2 separate regions of the Rattus norvegicus genome follow, and region 1 is linked to region 2. A link is a contact called in public Hi-C data. All regions are on one chromosome and are shown on one strand. Each heading gives the region's core, a stretch centred on a gene start, on an enhancer-like site or on the middle of the called end of the contact. The rest is flanking DNA. Distances are from core to core; before and after follow the strand shown.

Region 1 (6,628 bases), core at 1,273-3,772, 84 kb before region 2:
TGTTGGATTACTCTGACCCAGGGCTATTTCTGAGGGCCAACTTTAGATCTTACCATTGTCACTAGGAAATATAAAAGACACCCACCCTGACCGAGTTTCCACTTAAGGCACCAGAGACAAGTTACTGGCTTTTAAAATAGAAGAAAAGTGAGAAAACGTGGATGGAAGTCCAGGTAACAATAGAATAAGCCCTCAGAGCTTTACAGAACAAGAGCTATTGAGTCAGGACACATGTCACAGGTTGGCTTCTGTTAAAGAGGCTCTCGTGTATGCTTCTGTGGGGCCTGATGGGTGTGTGCGACTGGAGGGTGGGGACTGAGTTGTCCATCAGGAAAAGCTGGATAGAGCTTACATGCAGTAGTAGGGTAGACACAGAAACATCTACACTCCCAGCATCTCCACACTCCAGTGCCCCAGCTTGCCTTTCAGCAACCACTCCACTCTCCATATTTGTTTCATGAAATTAAGGCTGACTCCATCGTGAGCTGCAGAGATGAGTATGGGACCCTAGCTCAGCCAATCCCAGTAGGTTGCCAGGTACAGCATCTGGGTGGCATAAGCTGGTCCTATCACTGCCTGGAGAGGACGTCCCTTTTTGCCAGGGTAGGGAAAAAATGTGGCTATGACCCAATACGGTCAACAGCTGGCTCCATATGGCTACCACAGTACCACAGTAGAAAGCAACCATGCCAGCTGAGAGAGCATCCCTGAGAGAGCGTCCCTGTGACGATACCCACGTTTTCGTATTCAGTTGTCCCTAGAGCAGGACTCTCGGAACCTTTACAGGTAGGTGAGCTGTATGGTTCTCATTTTGACTTGAACGGTCATCCCTCAGGCTGAGAAGACTGAAAATACATTTTTAAAATGGCCGTTAAACTCAGTTGAAATAACACTCAGAAAATGGGGATCCTGTGAACACCTCATTCTGTTTTTATCTAAACCAAGAGGTCTGTCTTGACCCAGGTTTATGCCTCTTGATGGCCTAACTCCAGGTGTGCGCAGCTGAGGAGGAGGAGCAGCAGAAGAATGAGGAGAAGGAAGAAGAGGAGGAGGAAGAGGGTGAATGACAAACCAAGACAGGTGGCACCACATGCAAACATGTCCTTCCATCTCTACAGCTTAGGCCAACCTCAATGGACTGCCATCCTGAAGGCTTAACCATGTCACCTCTATGCCACAGCATGGTCATAAGGCTGACCCTATAAATAAACTCCTAAATATCACCCTCTTTTGTTTCCTGATGGCTTTCGTTATTCATGGTACTCTGAATAAGCATTTAAATATTTAAGAAAACCCAAACTCTACTCATGGTCTACAAGAACCAGGGAGACCTGTTTGGCTGCTAAAATGCCCTTTAGCGGCTTGCCCTCCACTCACAGCATCTATCTTCCCATTCTCCAAACTTATCCATCTCTTTGCTGCTGAGCCAACATGGGATACACTTCTCCCTGTCCCGATAAGCAAGTTCGGAAATTTTAGCCCAGCGCTCTACCTCATGAAGCAATCTATCCAGTTCCATTGCCTTCCACACACGTCTATACATTTTCCATGCCTTCTATTGCTGCTCGAGAGTCTCCTGACCTCCCTATCCTCCATAGTTCTAAATGCAACTCTCCCATCTGCCCACTGGTCCCGAGGCAGAATGGACTCTCTCCTCTTGCAATCCGCTGACATAGTGAGTGTGTGTGCTGTTAGATCATGACCCACTGTGATGCGGGCATTTTAAAGATACTTGAAGCCTCCATGAAACCATGGGTTTATCAAAGGCTGGGAAAGTATGTGACTGGGGGAGGGGTGCTGGAGAGGGAGATTGACTGTGACAATGGCTCTGATTTATTAGAAAAGCGGGGTTTTGCTTGGCTGACCAAGCAGGGGCTCACACTACCTGACACCGTTGGAAATGTTGGATAAGAAGCTGATTCCAAGCCCAGCTGCTTGCACCAGTATGTCCCACCGATACACATCCTAGAGAGAGGTACTCCAGCCAGGCGTTTGATTTGACAAAGGGTGTTTCATCAGTGATCCAGTCTTTGCCACTCACAGACTCAGAACAGTTCCCAATAACCACATGACCTGACAATGTACACTTTAAACAGACCAGGCCCCACCCCCTGCTTCCAGTTTCTCATCACATGAACTCCTTGGGAAACTGAGGATGCTGTAGCTACCCCCACTTCACAGAGGAGGAAACAGGCCCAGAGACTCACCCAGGACAGTCAGTAGTGAGACAGATGCTGAACTGGAATTTTAATTTTCAACTCACACCATCATTAAGGTCTTGTCACCCTTCTGCTCCAGAAAGCCTCGGGCCAAAATGACAACAATGTAGGAGGGTCCTGTTTGTGCAGACTCCAGGGCACTGGCTCCAGGACTGGACTCTCTTGTCACTACAGCACTGCAAACAGCCCCAGCAACAAGACAGCAACTCGAAAACAAATTGCAAACAGCTGTCACACATAACCTCTAACTCAATATTCACAGCCGGTGTTGACCTCATCACCAAGGGTATTCAAAACATTTGGCAATCCTCACAGCTGGAAGTAATTCACACAAATACTGACCAAACACAGGTGATGGGGCCATACTAGGGCACACCTGCCAGCTCCAGAGTCTTAGTGAGCCTTCCCCATTTGGTCGCCCCACCTCAGAGTGTTGTCCTCCTTTTCTCTCCTCAGAGGAACTATATATACCCTCTTCATCCCCAGGTAATCACACAGAGGGACCCTGAAGAGACATGTATAGCATAGCTGCTTTTGGTCACATAACATACTGCAAGCACATGTGCACGTGCATGCACACACGCATGTTCACACACACACACACACACACACACACACACACACACACTAACTGACAGAGGCTGTCTACAAGAAGTACCTGCAACCATTCCAGAAATAGCCTTCAGTTAATAACAGATGGGAGAGCGGATAGTAAATATCCCAGCATGCTCCATTCCAGTAGAAGTTGATGTGAGACATTTTGGCGCCATCTTCCAGAGCCCACCAAAGGGATTTCTCTTCAGCTACTACAGGGACAACCGGTTAAGCTGGTAACATCTGGTTTTCAGAACACAGCTGACCTCATGAAGATGGTGGCTGTTTTGCTTGAAGGACAGCACTACCCAACATTCATTGAAACTGATTTGGGCTTCCGGAATTGGAAGAGAATACAATATTGATTTCGCTCCCGGGTTTGTGGTTATTTGCTACGGTTGTGCTCATATACCCTTGAAGGTGGCTTCTGTTTTGGCATGGTGTCTCCTTCCCTTCCTCAGCCCCTTACCTAAAGCTGAACCACCCAAGTCAGCTTCCAGATCAGCCAAATGTTAAAGCCTGTCCCCTAAAAGCACCTGCCAGTGCCCTTAGCATCAGAATCAAATGTGGCACTCGTGAGGGATCAAATGGCACCAAAGTCTGCTGTGTGTTGCTAGCTCAATATGGCTGGTGTTCTTATAAAGAGAGAGAAGTAGGCATACAAGAAGTCTGATGATCAACTCAAACACTAGGTGGCATAACCATAGGCCAGGGAATGCTGAAGACTCCTGGCCATCTGCAAAAGTTGAGAGGAAGGCATGGAGCACATTTTCACCCACAGCTACAAGAAAATACCAAAGCCTTGGTTTCAAGTGTTTAGCTTCCAGGACTCTGGGACTATAGTTCTAATGTTTAAAGCCACCCAGTTGGGGAATACATAGTTCCAGTGGCCCTAGAGTCATCATGAAAAGCCCCAAGCTCCTCTCTAGTTCTGGATCAAGAGTTAAACAGAGGCCTGGCTTCAGGAAGCCATGGAAAGTAAGAACACTAGCGTGTGGAACAGCTAGCTGTCACTGTAAATCAAACCTGAGTCAATTAACATAGGACAGAGAAGCTGTTAGGGAGCCAAGAGATGAGAGTGAGAGCTGAATATTAGCAAAGGGTCCAGGTATAAAAATGTCCTCACAAAAGCTGTCATTCATACAACGAAGATAGGCCAATTAAATTTTAGGGACAAAACTTCTACTCTGGCTAAAATGGTAAGAGTTTCTATCTCTGATCAGATGGTCCTGTTGTTTTGGATGTAAAAGAAATATAATATAAAGTAAAGCCATGTAGTGGAGAAAGCCATTCACTCCATAGCCTGGTTGTGACAGAAAAAGAGGGACTCATGCCCATTAACAATTTGCTTTCGATGACCTAAAGACCTCCCTCTAAGTTCTACCTCTTAAAGGTGCAACTGTCTCCAAGCATATCACTCTGGGAAGCAAGCCTTTAATCCCCTGGTCTTTGGGGGACATTTAAGATCCATGGCAGCTTCTAGATCTATTCATTCCTGTGATAAGAGAGATGACCTGTTCCCAATCGTGATTGACTCTCATTCAGTGAATGTTTGACCAGCCAGAATGATAAAAAGCTTCAACCAGGACATGTTTCTGTTTTTTCTGAACATGCGTGGCCTTCCTAAGAATTTCCCTCACGTGGCTGAAGGCACCACTTTCTGTACCCGGTAGGCTAAGTTATGAGCTTAGAAAGCACAAGAGAGCAGCCTGGCAGTGATCAGGATCAACCCTGCACTGTCGACGACAAAGCCAGGCAATTTTTCCGGTGGGAAGCGCAAGGTTCCTTTCTCCACTCTGGCTTCAGCTCACTCATTATTAATGTGTAATGAGGAGTGGGTCCCACTTTATTGATCTCCAAACCAGAGCTACATGAGAGGCTGCCTAACGAAACCCCCCAAGGATTGTTACTTGATTTTTTGCACTGAGCGATAATGTCCCTCACCAAATTAGCTGCTGAGTTGGTGGGTGGGAGTTTCTCCATGAAACTGTTGACAGGGTAGCGAAATAGGAATGTCTATATAGCCAATCCTTCCTTAAATACATTTTCCACTGTTTACACCCCGTCAAGGGAGTCCCTGGGAAATAGCAAGTCATACCGTGGAAGAGAAGTGCGGGTGGGGGAAATCAAACCAGTACAGGACAGATTAGACCCAGGAGAATAAAAGCAAGAGCGAAACAAAGCACACCAAGTGGTGGGTTGTGTCAATCCAGTGACAGTTCAGCTCATGGTCTCGGCTCAACACCTTTCTCTTTCTATACACTCTCAAAATACTCCTGCCTAGCAAACACTCAATGGGAGAGAGAACTAAAGCAACACCCTCCTTCCCTTGGCTGTGCCCTACCTGTCCCAGCTGCCCTTTATGGGCTCTTCTGTGGTGGCTAAGCAGTGTGGTGGCTTCCGCTGAGAGCTGAGAATGAGAGAGTCAGTTGATTGCTGTGCAATCTGCCTGACTTGGTTCTTTGGGTCAGTCTGGTGTCTGATAAGAAAGTGGCCTTCCAGCGACAGTCAGATAAGACCTTGAACCAATCTGACTTTGGGAGACTAAGAGAGTTAACCAGATCCCTTTGCTCCCTTGGGACACATGGGAAGATTCAGTATCTGCCACTCACTCAGCAGGACATAGGTTGAACACAGCTTGGACTCCTGAACCTTGGGTTCTGAGTTTGGACACACACACACACACACACACACACACACACACACACACACACACACCCCAGTTAGATAGATTCTAATAACACATTAGACAAATAATAATATAAATTAAGGGCTTTATTGATGCTAGCAACATCTCACAGAGCTTTTAGTGAGCGCTCGTTCTGTGCAAGCCTTTAAGAACGTACAGCAAAGACTGCCAATAACTTCTCTCTGCAACAGGCTCCCTGGCACCCCTATATTTACTGTTTTCCCCAAAGTCTAGTAGATAAAAATCCTCTCATGGGCTCTTTGGTTTCACCTTCTGGGATCTGGTTTTCCAGGACCTTGGAAGACATACTTCAGACAGCAGGGTGGGTAGCCAACAGTACCCCAGCTTTAGCAAAAAGAGTGCCCAGAACCCTCCATGTCAAATTCACAGACAGGGAGAAGATGACCAGGATCCAAATGGGAGACAGTCCTGGGTTCTGATGGATTCTATTCTCATAATTGCCATTTGTAGCACGTCTGTTACATTTAGATAAGGTTTAAATAGGGCCAAAAAAAATCCAGGAGGGAACCACCAAAATGATTAAAAGGTTGTAAAATTGAGGCTTATAGATGGAGGAATTGGGGATTATTTATCCTGTAAAAGAAAGAGCTGAGAAGGGACAAATAAAGACTTCATACTAGATTAATTATGTAAATAAGCAGACACCCAGCTGGCCTGGAATCTCAACCATTTGGCAGGAAGAGGGGTACTGGGGGGGCTTTAGTTTGAACATCATTAGTCGTCTGTACAGATTTCTGGAGGGGTGTACTGTGGCAGGGTAATGCGAGTGGTGGATACGCCAAGGCCATTGACATCAGCCCAGACTCCACCCATCAAATGTCCTCTCCAGAAAAAGCACCTGATGGAAATGTGTCTTCTCTGTTCATTGTCTGAGAGTGAAGGACATTCAAGTTCTTCATATGATGAAAGTCTGGGACCCATCCTTCCTCAGGTCCGAAGGTAGAGCCAGGAGGTACAATCAGGGTCTCAGTCATCTACGATAATCAGCTAGTCAGATGTCAGTGAAGAGTCCTACTGAAGACAATCACAGCCTGGCTGCTAGAGAAGTCTGCCCTCCACCAGATCTCCATCCCATGCACCCTATGGCCTGCCTGCTTTCCATTCA
Region 2 (7,116 bases), core at 194-2,693:
GCTATTGCATTTCTGGGGTGCCAACCCTCCTCCAACAGCCATCTCCCTTCAGAAGGCTTCCTGCAGAACCCTCACTTCCTCTCCTCTTTCCCACTTCACGTTCAACCCCGTGCCTCTTTCACTGGCACTCAAGAATCCTGCCCAGAAACTCAACACCCATGCCTTAGGCATCCCCCCTCCTCCTTCGTTTTCTCTGCGTGGCCCTACACTTCTACAACCACCCACTTGTAGACTGCCAGCTCTTGGTCCCAGAGGCTGCCTAAAAGGACAACGAAGGACTGAGCCAGTATGCCAGGATGCTCTCTGGAGCTTCAGTCTCCAGAGGAGGGCTGGGCGTGCCCCCTCAGCCTCCAGTGTCTCTGGCCTGTCCCCTAAGTATTGCTTTCCTACACCCAAACTTCCAGGGATTTTTGAGCTTCAGCCGGGCTGAGGAGAGCCCCAGCATGCCTCTCCTGCTCTGCCAATCCTGCCCTGGCACTGCAACGATCTGGAGGGTTATTTGCCAGGCAGCTGCAGCCTGGTGAAGAAGCTTGAACTTTTCCTTGTGCTCAGCGCCACCCGCCCGCCCAGAGAAGACAACAGAGGCTGCAGCCTGGGCTCGGGCAGGAGCTCCAGCTGTCTGGACAATGGGGGCCCAAGGGGCTGGGGGTAGTGGGCCTGCGCTATGGAGAGGGGACCGTGCTCAGGCTCCTTTGAGCCGGGAGCTGGAGAGCCTGAAGACCTCAAAGCGGGAGCGGCGGGCGTCTTGCTTTGAAAGACAGCAGCAGCCGGGCTGCGGAGATCCGCTGGCGGGAGGTGCCTTGCAGCTCGCCAGCCGAGCTGGGCGAAGAGAGGACGAGCGCCCCGGGAAGTCAGTGATGCCAGCTCTGGCCTCTCCCAGCCCGGCAGCCGGCCGAACCGAATGGCTCTTCCCGGCTAAGGCACTGGGTTACGGGGCAAGCACAATCCCTAGTCGCCTCGAAAGGAGTATATATCCGATACATGAGCCTCTGGAGGAGGCGAACCAAAGTTACCCCACTTGATGTCAGCTAGGATGTCGCCTTTGCTTGCAAAAAGGCTCTGTCCTTCTCAGAATGAGCACACACACACACACACACACACACACACACACACACACACACACGCACACGAGACTAGCCGGCAAGAGGAGCCAGGCCCCTCTAGGATCGGAGCTGGGGGTGACCTCGCATCTGAGCTAGCCGGGTCTATCTGCGCGGCGGTTAGCAGAAGCCCCGCGACCCTCCGATCGCTCCTGGCCATCACCAAGCAGGGCGATCTGAATGCAGAAAGCTGGTGGGAGCGCGCTGACTGCGGCTCACATTCCCTACCTGGGACAGCAGGACGCACAGGGTGAGCGGAGTTCTCGGCTGCATCTTGCCCGACTAGAAGAAGCGCCTGGCGGCGTTTGCATTCACACACGCGGCTGCACTGAGCATATTTTCCGTGGGAGCCAGCCTTTGAGGAGAGGCTCTGCCTCGCCAGCCAGCCAACTTCCCAAATAGATCAGCGGCAGCATCGCGAAAGCATTGGGTAGCGGCTGATGACCAGGACCAATGGCTTTACAAGACGGATTCCTTCATAACGCTCCCTCGTTTTGCATGGCAGATAGGGGCGAGCACCTCGCAGGGAGAGAGCCCCCTCCGAGCAAGGAGGCGGCACGTTGGCTTGCCTTTTTTTTTTTTTTACTCCTGGGGTCCAGCCTCACAAATCAGGCTGGGCGATGCCAGCTGATTCCACTTTCCCTAAGAACTGGAATTGCACCCGGGACCAACAGCCACTTCTAACACACTGCAAAAAAAAATTCTCTTTATTAAAATGTTAATAAGATCCACTTTATTCCCAATAAATCACATAAGATGACCCCAGCAGCCCCAGCCCTCTATGTCCTCAAAGCCTTGCTGGTAGATTTCTTTGGCTTTGATTTTTTTCTTCGCCCTCTCCCCCACCCCTTACCCCCCAAAGTGCTCAGCCACGGTGGGGTGGTGTTTGGTGTTTTTCTGCCATCACCACAAATCACAGAGAGGACAGATCAATTCTAGCTTGCACGAAAAATCCATCAAGGAGCAATAGATTTTATTAACTGCTCAGGTGAGGGTGGGACTGGCCGCCACTCCACAAGCGTGAACCTGGCACCGAAACCAGGAGCATGACTTGAGCAAATTCTGTTGTTGTTTTTCCCCCCAATGTGGATGTGACCTTTCAGAGTCCCTGAGCTATTCCCAAGGGCTCCAAACAGTACTAGTCATGGCTCAAGGAATCTTACAGTTGGGGAATGTTGGAGATTGGAGAAACGGGGACATTTAAGGCATTTCTTCCCTCACAGAGATCTGAAGCTAAGGCAGTAAAGTCCTTATTTTCATGTAGGCTTCTTCCTAAGAGGACTTATGGGTTTTAGAATAAAAGGCAAATCCAACCAAGATAGAAAACTTGGGCCACAAGAAAAGTTTAGAAAACCAAAACGTTAACTCCCAACTACAACTGTTTTGCTATGATTTGGACACATGAGCTTCCTAGTGGCCAAAGCAAAATGAAAAAAAAAATGAGTGACACCATTTTTGTTGTAGAAAATGTGTCTAAGTTATATTCAATACCGGTTTAAATATATCACACGGCAGGATATTGCCAGCACAGGGCCTAGAATAATGAGGCAGTGATTGACATGTATTAAAGACTAGATAGCTAAGACAATCAAGAACTAGAAGAAGGTGAGGAGGATCCCAGAGTCTGGAACCGAACTAGCTTGCTGATACCCCAGCTCTTTACTCACAGCATGTTGCCCAGACTCTGTGTCTCCATTTGTCTTCTAAGATCACATTGAGGATTCAGTGACAGAATGAGCATCCTACACACCAAACTGATACGCTTCCTAAAGTTCCTTCCCTTGCTCATGAGGTCATTGAATGGGATTCCCCACCCCCAGGGGCCTTGGTGACAATGCTTTCATGTCTGGGGCCTGGTTGTTTTAGCCAACTGCACACTCTACAAACAGCAATGCCATCCAGAGAGTCCACAGAAGATACAGAGGAAACTGCTGCCTCATCTGTTCTCATCTGGTCACCTAAATAGCGTCATCTGCCCTGAGAGTTTCATAAATAAGACCTTTAGTGGATGATATGCCATAAGAGGATGGCATGAGAACCATGTGTATGGAAATTCATGCCCCCATTGCTGCTTGGAGATAATGGACAAGCATGGAGTCTACAGAGATCCAAGTAAAAATATCTGAAATCTCTTTATTCCTGGAAAATGGTCATCTGGTCAACCAGGGGAAAAGGGGGAAGCTACCCTGAGACCAGAAGTTAGCAAATAAAGACAGGGATGGGAAATCAAGGTGAAGGTGCACTGGTAATAGGAAGGTCTTCCCTTATCTCCATAACAGCAGCCCTGCCCAGGGAGGCCCCTCATTGAGTAGAGAGGGTCTTAGGCTGCACTCAGGGACAATTGGTGTCCTGCCTTTGTACTTTGGTCAGCCTTCCTGCACTCTCCCCAATACATCATCCTTAGTATCTCTCATGAAATATATCTAGTCTTCCGCCTTCTAAGTAAATGTCAGGGCTTGACTTCTTTCCGATTGGGGTGTAGCATGTGACCAGATCTAGCCAAGGAGCTGTGATTGAGAGTGGCATGTGTCACTGCAAGGCTGGGGTGTTTCATGGCCACTGTCAGACAGGTTGGTTGGTTTCCCTGGTAATAGGGATTGGGGCATTTGTGCAAAGGGCCTTTACTGGGGAGTGTTCCCAGGGAAATGACTGCAGGAAGACAGCATAGAAACAGATGTGAAGAAGGCACAGTCACAGTAGAGGCCCTGTCCATCCCAGAGCCCACAGCTTAAAACAGCCCTTTAGGCTTGACCCTTGTGGTGTTAGAGGTTCATGGGGGTGGGGGAGGGAGGGGTTGTTTGTTTTGTTTTTTAGATTTATTTTATGTATATGAATATACTATCTTCAGACACACCACAAGGGGGCATCGGATTACATTACAGATGGTCCTGAGTCACCATGTGGTGACTGAGTTGAACTCAGAACCTCTGGAGAGTTAGTGCTCTTAGCCACTAAGCCATTTCTCCAGCCCCAAGGGCCCCAAGGTCAATGTTTTGTGGAGGTTTTTTTGTTTGTTTGTTTGTTTTGTTTTTTTTTTGTCCTAATTAAACCAGTAGTTAGGTGCACACACACCACACCCCCCACCAACTCACAAGTGAGATGATTTGGCTTGGCCAAGGACAGTTTTCCAACCTGACCTCAAATCCATCTCTCTCTCTCTCTCTCTCTCTCTCTCTCTCTCTCTCTCTCTCTCTCACACACACACACACACACACACACACACACACACAGAGCTGAGGTGATGGTCTAGGGCACAGATGGCCCTGCAGGTTTGATGGTTTCAGCAAAGACAGATGCAGCCTGTGAACTGAAATCTTGACCACCCCATGCCAGCATCCCTGGGCTTCTGTCCTGGAAGAGCAGAAAAGCTTTGACTCTAAGAATGCCTGCACCTTACTCTTTCCTTGCCTCATCTTCTATAAGCTCGCTCACCAATGCTGGGAAGAGTCCCAAGTCTCGAGGTGTCCCTAATAACACTCAGAAGACTCTGGTTCTCTAAGGTTAAAATGGTTGGAAAAGTCTTGTCAGCAGGATAAGGGCTGGATTGGGCCTGCAGGATCCACCTACACTGAACTGGTCCTTTTGACATTCTAAGTCTCAGTTTCCATTCAACAGAATGGGACTCCTAACATGGTTACATCCCAAGGATGGCCACAACGCCCAAATATTATTTGGTCCCTTTCCCTCCATTCCTCTCTATACTCAGAAAATGTGATTTGGTCATAAAACATGGCGTGGAGTTTTGATCAATCAAGACCGAAAATAAATCATTTCCTTCTGATGATAAAAGGCTTCTAAAGAGAAAAATCCATAATTTTTTTTGTTTGCATGGCTTAGCTTGTTTACCTTTTGGGTCCCCAATGGGGGGGCTTTTGACTGATGGATTAATCAATGGTGGCCAATACTGCCCAGTTCTGAGAGCTACAGCTCTCTACCTATCCCCACTCTGCCTCCTCTAGGTCAGCCCTTAGCAGCCACTGTAGTGGATGGGAAAGTGTCTTTAGACCCATTGAAGGTTCACGCCCTTTCAAGGCATTTCAAGTTAGTTGGAGAACCGACCGACCATCCCATAGTCAGCAGCTGCCTCCTGTGGGTACCAGAGGTTGAGACTCTTTCCTCTGCTTGGATGATGTGACTGAATACATTCCAGAGGGGGTAGAAATAGTTATGGATGTGCACATGTTTGTGTGTATGTGCATAAGCACATGGGATGTGTGTATGCATTTCCACATGTGTATGTATGTACACACACTCTGGCTCCTATGGACTGATAGCGATAGGTGTACAGTATAGCTGAGATAAATTTTTCAAGTTCTGCCTGGGCTGTTTTTTATAACAGAACAATGACAAAATAAATAGGCACCTCCATGAGGAGAGACAGCGCTCAGAGTAACTGGAGGCTTCGGGATATAATGGCCATACTAGGGCAGAATGGAAGGAAGTCTATGCTATACGCTAGCCAGTGAGTCTTAATGTTAACCATGCTGCCATTCTAAGATAGCCCGTGATCCTTCAGGTCTCCTCGACACCAAGTTCTTGGTCAGGGAAGCACCCACTTTTCCTAAGCCAGAAGCCTGTTCTAAGCATCTTCAGAGTCTTCTGTGACTCGAAATTCCTCACTCCAATCAGCACCTCCTGCTTTACCTTGAGCTTGGCTACGCCATGGGACTTAGGAGGAACAAGGAACAATGGCGAACCAGCTAAGTCCAAGTCTCAAGAGGCCCTCTCTGCTGCACAGCTGAGGGGTGGACTGCTGACTCCCATAGGATCGCCTGTTTAATTGCAAGATTCCCAGTTGCTGGTGCTCCTTCCGAAGGTTATAGAACCCTTGTTGTTGTTGTTGTTGTTGTTGTTGTTGTTGTTGTTGTCGTAGTCGTCGTCGTCGTCGTCGTCGTCGTGTTCCACTGAGATGAGAGCAAGTGACTGCCATTTGCTTTGACCACCAGAGATCACCTATGGCCACACCCACCCTCAAGAATGGACCTGAGCCAAAACAAACCTCTTCTCTCTCAAGTTACTGCTTGTCAGAAGGCATTTGATGATAGGACATGAAAGGTAGCTAATGAGTTTCTGTCTGTTTTGTTTTGTTTCTGTTTTTGTTTGTTTCCCTGCTACTGTGATAGTGCATTCCCACAGAAATTAACTTGGAGAGGAAAGGGGCTGTTTCATCTCACCCATTACAGACCATTGTTAAAGGGAGCCAGGACAGGAACTGAGGCAGAAACCTAGACGTAGGGACTGAAGCAGAGACAGGGAGTACAGGAACCATGGCTTTCATTCATTCTCTTAATGGCGCCCGTTGAGCTAGCTTTTTTCTTTTTTTTTAAAGATGTATTTATTATACCATAGCTATCTTCAGACACACCAGAAGAGGGCACCAAATCTCACTACAGATGGTTGCGAGCCACCATGTGGTTGTTGGGAATTGAACTCAGGATCTCTGGAAGAACATGCTCCTAACCTCTGAGCTATCTCTCCAGCCCCTGAGCTAGCTTTCTTATATAACGCAGATCTACCAGACCAAGGATATGCTGCTCTCAATGGAATGGGCCCTCCTGTAGCAATTAGCAATCAAGCAATCATGCCTCACAGGCATGAACACCCACCAATCTGATGGGGGCAATCCCTCCACTGAGACTCCCTCTTCCTGACTCTAGCTTGTGTAAAGTTGACAGTAAAAACCACTGCACAAGCTTTCCCTGAGATCTCTCCTAAGCCTTGAAATAGTGTTTGTAGGCAAGCTCACTGGATCTCGAGGGAGCATGTAGGTGTTTGGAGATCTGCAGAGGACACTTGGAGTAAGACGTCCTCAGCCAGGAAAGAGCCGCACTGAGGAACAAGACACGATGTACTCCTTTGTTTCTTTAGGTCACTAGACATGTTTAATAGAAGAAATATTTGCACATAGCTATGGGTATCAGCTGGGGGTGTATGGTAGTTTGGATGAGAAATGTCCCCCAGGCTCATGTATTTGAACACTTGGCCTTCAGTAGGCCGTGCTGTTTTGGGAGGTTAC

The links. Hi-C and Micro-C count contacts between places; a contact is called where the count stands out from the background.
Region 1: a contact with region 2 is called in a Hi-C map of psoas muscle, with 2.2 times the contacts expected there. The contact joins the enhancer-like site here to the promoter of Cdh13 in region 2. A contact is called at or near these places in 4 of 12 Hi-C or Micro-C datasets (the A7r5 cell line, hepatocytes, mammary epithelial cells and 1 more) and 1 of 1 datasets of contacts at active chromatin or transcription factors (oligodendrocytes).

Annotation. Positions count from the first base shown.
Region 1 is chr19:63,337,780-63,344,407 of GRCr8, reverse strand. All of the region lies in intron 1 of Cdh13 (cadherin 13), which reads right to left. Among named protein-coding and RNA genes, the nearest start is that of Cdh13, 83 kb to the right of the region's middle. Within about 2 kb of position 2,522, at least 3 of the 93 cell types and tissues checked have an H3K27ac peak or open chromatin away from gene starts, as enhancers often do.
Region 2 is chr19:63,252,578-63,259,693 of GRCr8, reverse strand. It overlaps Cdh13 (cadherin 13), which reads right to left and starts at 1,443. Exons shown (of 14, transcript NM_138889.2): 1 at 1,329-1,443. The coding sequence starts at 1,373.